Linked DNA regions of Sus scrofa: region 2 is linked to region 1. Evidence: chromatin contacts called from public Hi-C data. All regions are on one chromosome and are shown on one strand. Each heading gives the region's core, a stretch centred on a gene start, on an enhancer-like site or on the middle of the called end of the contact. The rest is flanking DNA. Distances are from core to core; before and after follow the strand shown.

Region 1 (4,068 bases), core at 998-3,497:
AAATTGCCTTCCCACAGAGCAAAAGAGTCATTCTTTGTCAGGCTTTTGTCTAAGCTGTTTTCTCCACCGGTGATTCTCTTTCCTTACTCCTCCCAAGACCCAGATCAACTCTTGAGGCTGACTTTGCTGCCCCTTCCCCAATACGTGCTTCTACAGCACTTCTTGCCTTACCATCTTCTGCTGAATTACTTAAGGGCTCGTCTACCCTTTAGCCAATGTGGCCAGAAGCTATTAATTCATTGTGGGTATCTGGCACACACACAGGAGGAATTCAGTAATGCAATTAAGACCTCAGTAAACATGCAGAGTTAGCAAAACTGCAATGGAAAAATATGCTTTAACTACATCTTCATTGCTTCTCAACAACCGCTAAATCTAAAATGACTTTACCAAGTCAGAGGGCTGGGAACAGGAAGCCAAGGCAGACGTGTTTCCTGATCTCAATGCGAAAAGGAGTTCGGGAGTATCCCTATCAAAATGATGGGGTATTGAAAGTATTAAGTTTATGAAGAACTGAATATAAGTAGATTTTGGGTTTGACCAGGCAAGTATGGAAAAGGGAGACAGGAGCAAGGGCATGGGGGTGGGAGGAGGGTAGTGGTTATAATGATGGACTTCGGAATTAGAAATCAGGGCTGGAGGGAGTTCCCCTTGTGGCTCAGAGGTAAGAAACCTGACTAGTATCCATGACAACTCGAGTTTGATCCCTGGCCCTGCTCGGTGGGTTAAGGATCCAGCGTTGGGGTGAGCTGTGGTGTGGGCCAGCAGCTGCAGCTCTGATTCGACCCCTAGCCTGGGAACTTCCATATGCTGCAGGTGTGGCCCTAAAAAGTGAAAAAAGAAAGAAGGAAGGAAGGAAAGAAAGAAAGGGAAATAAATTAAGGCTGGAAAGAAAGAACCAAAGAAAGAAAAAATAAATTAGGGCTGGAAAAGAGTAATGAGGACAGTGGTAGAACCAACAGACTGGGGGGAGGGGAGGATGTCAAAGAATTACAGGTGTCAGGATCCTATAGGAATTGAGTAACTTACTAGGAGGAGGAGGGGTAAGAGAATGAGCCTGGGATTTGGAGCCTGCAGTGACAGAGTGGCCATGGGAAGGTCTGGAGGGAAGCTTTCCAGACAGAAGGAAGAGCAAAGACCTGAAGGAACAGAAAGGTGGGAATAGCTGGAAAGCCTGTGCATTGGGCACAGTCCGGTTTGCCTAAAAGAATCCCAGGTTCCCAACCTGGTGCAGTAGGTTAAGAATCCCTCTGCAACAGCTGGAGTGGCTGCGGTGGGGGATGTTCGATCCTATGCCCAGCGCAGTGATCCGGAGTTGCCACAGCTGTGGTGTAGGGCGCAGCTGCGGCTCAGATTCAATCCCAGGCCCAGGAACTTCCATAGGCCACGCGTGTGGCCACTAAACTAATAAGAAAATAATCTCTTAGGCTGCTTTGTGGAGAACAGACTCTCCACGAAGGTCAGGAAAGGAGATCGAAAAATAGCGAGGAGCTGCTACAGCAGCTCAGATAGATGCTGGGTTGGGGGCAGGGACAGCTTCCGGATGAATCTGGTGGGTAAATCTATGGAACTTGCTGATGGGGTGTACGTGGTGGGTGGCGGAGGAAGGAATCAAGAATGACTTTCCACTGGGGAGATTCCGCAGAGAAGCGGGTTTGTGCCTTCAGAAGTGAACTCCTGGACACCGGAGCGAATGTTACAGGGGAGACAGAGCACCTCTATCCGACTGAGGCCGACACTGGGATAAAAGAGTCGTGTTCGAACTCGAAAAGTCAGGGCTTCTCGAAAGGAAAACCTCTTTCTCTTGTGCCACTACCCTGCCTCCATCCCAAACCCCAACCCCCACCCACTTAACTCCCGGGCGGAAGGGCCAAAGCACAGGCCGGGCGTGGATCTACTTACAAACTGCCTCTTTCGGCCTCTCCGGAACTCCAGGGGCATCCTTGCTGTGTGGAGGGGCGGCCAGACCGGGACTGGACTGCCAAGCAAACCGCAGGGCCGAGGACGGCTCCCTAAAGCCTATTGCTTGCAGCTGGCCTCGCCCCAGACGCCTTGTCTACGCAATACACTTCAAAACAACCAGGTCGGCCATTGGCTTAGCTTTTTCCCCGACTAATCAGAGTGAAGGTTACTGCACATCCGTCGCTCTTGGCAACCAGCGGGTCCCAGTCAAATCCTCTCCAAGGGCGGAAATTGTGAGCGCTGTCCATTCTCTTATTGGCCAGACCAGATGTCGATCTCTGAGGCCATAACCTATCCAGCGCTAGGGGAGGCGGAGGGCGGGCAGGATGAAGGTCTAGGAGTGAGCAGGAGGGAACCTGGAAGTGGCGCGCAGACTGCAGGTACTGTCAAAAGGAGACCCTGAGCTGGGGTCAAGGTGGGGCTCCTGGCGGCTCGGCCCCCGCCCTAGACTGGACTGAGGAGCCAAGTCAAGGACCGAGCGGAGGTGTTAAGGGCCAGACAGGTGACGGAAATGAGGGATGTGACTACCAGGACGGGAATCTCCTCGTTTTTGGACTTTGGCCAATACGCCAGTCTTTTAAAGAACACTCTGCAGACGGGCTCCTGCCAAAGAGGCCCGGGCTTGGAGTGGAATGTGGGGTCATAAGCTGGAGAGCCTGCTCAAGTGCTGTTTTGCATTCCCTTCATTAGATCGAGGCCGGCGATGGAAGGGAACGCCCCGGATGGCACCGGCCCCGTGCACGTCCCATTTGGGCACATTGTGGCCAATGAGAAATGGCGTGGGTCGCAGCTGGCACAGGGAATGCAAGGTCGGTGGGCTCCGTCTATGCAATTGCTCTTTTGCCTCACCCCACTTTTTAAAAACGTTCCACCCTCTTTTCATTCACAGCTCATGGAACTTTTTTTCTTGTCTGTATTTTCAGGGAAAATTAAACTCATCTTTGAGGATGGCCTGACACCGGTAGATTTTTACTTACCTAGCAGATCCTGCATTCTTTATATCACCGAAGCTGATTTAGTGGCAGGAAATGGCTACAGAAAGAGACTTGTCCGAGTTAGAAATGTAAGTAAGGAGTTAAGGAAACAAACTGAAAATTGACTTCTATCCTCCTCCTGCTATCCCTTGGAATAATTTATATACAACCATTGACCATTCCAAGCACTCTTGGATAGTGTCTTAATCTTTTATTTTGATTTTTTTGGCTTTTGGTCTTTTCAGGGTTGCACCCACGGCATATGGAGGTTCCCAGGCTGGGGGTCTAGTCGGAACCACAACTCCAGATCCTTAACCCACTGATCGAGGCTAGGGATTGAACCCAAAACCTCATGGTTCCTAGTTGGATTCGTTTCTGCTGCACCACGGCGGGAACTCCATGTTTTAATCTTGAGTAGAGTTTTGTTACAATAGAGTTGCCTGTCTTTTTTCTTTCTTTCTTTGAAGTCCACTAAACTTCAAGCAATCGTAGTAGTTGAAAAAACGCAGATGAGTGAACAGTACTTTCCAGCTGCACAGAAATTTACTGTCCTGGATCTTGGGATGGTGTTGCTTCCAGTGGCCAACCAGATAGAAGCGGCCTGCCTCATTACCCAGTTAGTAAGTACTGATTCCCGTTCCTTCACAGTAGCCCTGTTTTATGACTCGATTGACTTTCCTAGATCCTTCTCTGGCAGCTGCCCTTCCTATAGGTGCAATCCATCAAATCAATCTATATCAGTCTCTGGATTGGTTTCTAAAACTTTTCTCAGGAATTTAAGTTCAGAAGCTGCCTCTGCAGCTAGCCGAGCTTGCTGCCCATTCTAGGCAAGTGTATAATAAAGTGAACAAGTTGGTGACCTGATTTTTAGCCTGCCAATCCATCTTGCACTAATCTGCAGTTAGACTGGTGACATTCTCAGCTGGCAGCTACTTAGCCTCGTCCCCACCTGTCTCTTGCTTACTAGTGAGAGCTTACTAGTAGGAGGATGGGTAAGAAAAAAAATAGGGAGGAGCTGCTACAGCAGCTCAGGTAGATGCTGGGTTGGGGGCAGGAACAGCTGCTGGATGAATCTGGTGGGTAAATCTATGCAACTTGCTGGTGGGATGTACGTGGTGGGTGGCAGAGGGAG
Region 2 (4,068 bases), core at 661-3,160, 76 kb after region 1:
TCATTTTCAAAAGAGATGCTTCTGATTGCAAACCAGTGATTCATCTTACTTTGCACCCATAATTCTCTTTTCTACCAGCAGAGAAACTGCACCTGAGAAACAGTCAGCCCGGAAAGCTTTCCCCGCTCCCTTGCCATCCACTCTTTCTTATGCACACACACACCCCTTGGGAAAACCTGTTCTGGAAGACATAAACGTCACAGGGGTTCACTATCCCTCCTGCCTCTCCCTCTATCATTTTTCCCCAGATGCTGCTGTAGGTCCAGACCTCCACCTGTTCAGAGGGCAAACAGCTGGGGGAGGAAATCAATCCTAGAAGAGAGGCAGCAACTTGCTGGAGGCTACACAGCAATTTGGTGGGGGTGGCAGTCAGGCTGAGGCTCTAGAACTGAGACCTAGGGATTCCCAGGCCTGGCCTCCTTCTGCAATTCCATGGCCTGTGATCCTCTGTACCAAATGCCACACATAATTAGAAGTTATAATCCTGTAATTCCGTGATGACATCTTTTAACTTAAATACATTCTAAAACTACATTTTTTTTTAATGCTAAAAGCAAATTTAACCAAAAAGAATTTTTTCCAACTCTCTCCTCACCTGTTTGCCATTTCCCTTCCTGCCATCCCCTGGGGCCTTCTCCTCTTCACCAGAGAGCAAAGGCCCAAAGGCAGCGTCAGGGGAGCAGGAGGAAGATGCCAAGAGCATTCACTGACTGGATCATTAGGTTTGGAACAATTAAGAATTGATGGTTCTGTGGGAAACAGTTTCACTGCCCTGTTTATAATTACGCCCTCTGCCTTCGGTCATAAACGTTATAAAAAACAGTTTCTCAACCCACCCAGTCAAATCTGGCCAAGCGCCAAAAGCTATTTTTAGACTCATGGGGACGGACAAGAAAGAAGCTGGAAGGTGTCCCCGTGACTGCCGGCTCAAAAGCACCTTGCAGCCCAAGCCTTGCCACCTGTGGGCAAGTAGGTTGGGTTGGGATTGCTTTTGAGGGACTGAGCTGCGAACTGTTACCTTCAGGGCGGGAGGCCACGTTGTGCGCCAAGCTCCCACGGAGCCCGCACTCCCCGCAGGTCTCCCCAACAATCGGATAAATCCGCTTTAGCGTAGAGAGGGGGCGAGATCGCGGCCCCCACGTCTGCGGTGCGCACGCCCTCCTGGGCTACTCCGGGCAGAAAGGCTGACAACGCCCAAGGACCCCTCCCATCCTCTAAAAAAATCGAAGAAGCGAACCTTGGAAGCATTCTGGAGAAAAGGGGAAGACCAACCTGCCTGAGTTGCTGTTTCCATTTCCCTGCTCCCGCCCGGACCGAGCGCTCAAGTGGAGGCTGCGCTCGGGTCCCCACGCGCCGCCAAACCGAGGGCGCTAGTGCATTGGGAATCCGTCCCTTCCCAAGGCGCGCCGGCCGGCCAGCCAGCGGGGGAGACCCCGAGCACCCGTCCTGGCCGCCTACTCCGCCGGCGCAGGTGCTAGGCGGCCCAGCGCCCCCTCAGTCCCGGAAGTCACATGCACTCGGCAGCCAGGTACACCGCAGCCGCACCCTTCACCCCCAGCCTCCGCCCGACGCGCCCCAGGCCCTGCACCCCCTCCCCCTCCCGGCCCGGTCGACCCCGTCGACCCCAGCCTCTCACTCCTCAGCCGCTTCACAGCCTGGGGTAAAGAAGTCTGGAGCCTGCAGACTCCCAACCTGCCCGAGGCCGCTCACCTTCCGAAAGTAGCCGTCGCCCTCCTTCTCCAGCGGCTGGGGGGCCGCGGGCAGCAGCGTGTCAGTCATGCTGGCGGCGCGGGCTCGCAGGACGGACTGAAGCTCTGTGGCGCGCTGGCCTGAGAGGGAGCCTGGCCCCGCCCCCGTCCCGCCCGCGCGGCCACCCCTCCAGCACTGCCTGAAGCCAGACCTGGAGCCCCGGAGACTGGGCGGGACCCGCCGAGACCACGCCCCAGGACCCGCCCCTGCGCCAGATTGGCTGCGTGCAGCCGGCGCCCCAGGCGAGGCGGTCACCAGCTAGAGCAGGATCCCCCCGCGCGTTGCTAGCCCTCTTTCAGCCTCGAGGCTTAAGCTAGGCGTAGTCTTTACCGCCTCAGCCCCGCGGCGCAAGGGCGGGCGGGAGTGGGAACCCAACCTTTCGTCTGGAGCCGTAGGAGTAAATGCAGCGCGTGGGCGTAGCGCCGGCTTCTCACCGGAGAAGCGCGCACACCGTGGAGACAGTGACTAGACCCGAGGCAGGTCGAGGGTGCGGCCGGAGCGCTGGGCCTTGGGTGGAGTGGGCAGGAACAACTTACGCCAGAAGGGACCCCGAGGCGAGTCTGGGACGCTGAGGAAGAGTTGGCTGCCCCACCGAGGGCCTTGGTGGGTGGCGCAAGCGGGTTGGCGTATTGATCAACGCCTCTGTCCCCCCACCCTCACTGCAGAGACTAGGAGGATCCGCTGGGGGTTGCGAATAGCGAGGAGAAAAGGTTCACCCAAGGAGGGATCCGCAGAAAAGGTTTAGTGGCCAATAGACTTCGAGGAATGTCCTTGAACACTTTTTTTTTTTTTTTTAAGAGTCCCAGCTGAGTCACATGGAGGTTCCCAGGCTAGGGGTGGAATGGGAGCTGTAGCCACCGGCCTACGCCGCAACTGCAGCAATGCCAGATCCGAGCCAGCGGCTGCAACCTACACCACAGCTCAGAGCAATGATCCTTAATCCAGTGAGTGAAGACAGGGATCAAACATGAGTCCTCATGGTTACTAGTCAGATTCGTTCCCACTGAACCACGATGGGAACTCCTGAACAGGTTTCTTAACCTCAGTTTTCTCAACTGCAAAATGGGCTGGATCACCCTCTCTCCAGATGGTCGAAGGTATTATAAACAAAAGCGGTGTATAAAGCGCCTAACTGCACGGTAGAGACGCGAATCGCTTAGGAGGCAAAGAGGGACTCCTGAGGACAGAGCTCTCGCTCCCTCTCTCTCCCTCCCTCCCTCTCCCTCTCTCGCCCTCTCCCTCTCGCCCACCCGCCTCTGATCAGTGGACTCAGGAGGTAGAAACCTAGCAGACCTAGAATCTGGACTGGGGTACCTAAGCCAAGACCCTCCCCTTCCCTTCCCGCCCCCTCCCAGCTCACGGAGCCTCGTCCCTCCTGGCCGCAGCCTGGCAGTTTCTGCCCCCTCCCCCAACCAGAGGACACCTTTGCGCAGTTACTGCTGCGTTTGGCAGGTAGAACACAACACAATGTGCTTGCAAAGTAAGCCAAGCGTTACCTTTTCTCTCTCTCTCTCTCTCTCTTTTTTTTTTTTTTTTTTTTTTTTTTGTATTTTCTAGGGCCGCACCCGCGGCATATGGAGGTTCCCAGGCTAGCAATCTAATCGCAACTGTAGCCGAGGGCCTAAGCCACAGCCACAGCAGCATGGGATCCTTAGCCTACTGAGCGAGGCCAGGGATCAAACCCACAACCTCATGGTTCCTAGTTGGATTCGTTAGCCACTGAGCCACGACATAACTCCAGCGTTGCCTTTTCTTAAAAAAAAAAAAAAAAAGAAGGGGGGGTTCATGAGATTTTAAAAACAAAGAGTAAGAAGCGAATCCGGGTGTTGAAGACACACCAGCCTACCCTGAGTTCCCGGGCATCCTCAGAAGAAAAGAAGCACTTCTCTGTGCTTCCTAGCATGCATCTCCTGGCCACATGAAGCATCTGGATGTCATTCCTTGGGGCTATGCAGGACCAGACCTCCCTAGACATTCTCAAGGCTCCTGGCAGGGGGCTCACAGGCCTGACCCCGTATCTCTGATCCTGCTGTGATTAGGAAATGAGAGCTGCTGCTGCTGTTGCTGCTGACCCAGCAGGAGAGTAATATCTAACCTCCTATTTGTCAACCCAGTTGGTGGTGGGTATCACAAGAACTGCTGATGAGCCACAGTGCTTCTAAACAAAAGAGTCACTGAGTGGGAATTTCTTTTCTTTTTTTTTCTTCTTTCTTTCTTTCCTCTTTTTTTTTTTTTTTTTTTTTTTTTTTTTTTTTTTGGCTTTTTTAGGGTCACACGTGTTGCAAATGGAAGCACCCAGGCTAGAAGCCCAATTGGAGC

The links. Hi-C and Micro-C count contacts between places; a contact is called where the count stands out from the background.
Region 2: a Hi-C map of liver shows a contact between it and region 1, with 2.8 times the contacts expected there. The contact joins the promoter of RHPN2 here to the promoter of FAAP24 in region 1. A contact is called at or near these places in 1 of 5 promoter capture datasets (fetal liver) and 11 of 47 Hi-C or Micro-C datasets (alveolar macrophages, blood, brain and 6 more).

What each region holds. Positions count from the first base shown.
Region 1 is chr6:42,813,228-42,817,295 of Sscrofa11.1, forward strand. It overlaps FAAP24 (Fanconi anemia core complex-associated protein 24), which reads left to right and starts at 2,248. Exons shown (of 5, transcript XM_003355843.4): 1 at 2,248-2,342; 2 at 2,653-2,771; 3 at 2,886-3,025; 4 at 3,404-3,556. The coding sequence starts at 2,666. It overlaps CEP89 (centrosomal protein of 89 kDa), which reads right to left and starts at 2,059. Exons shown (of 19, transcript XM_021094280.1): 1 at 1,903-2,059. The coding sequence starts at 1,941.
Region 2 is chr6:42,889,430-42,893,497 of Sscrofa11.1, forward strand. RHPN2 (rhophilin-2) reads right to left here and starts at 1,911. Exons shown (of 15, transcript XM_021094286.1): 1 at 1,711-1,911. The coding sequence starts at 1,779.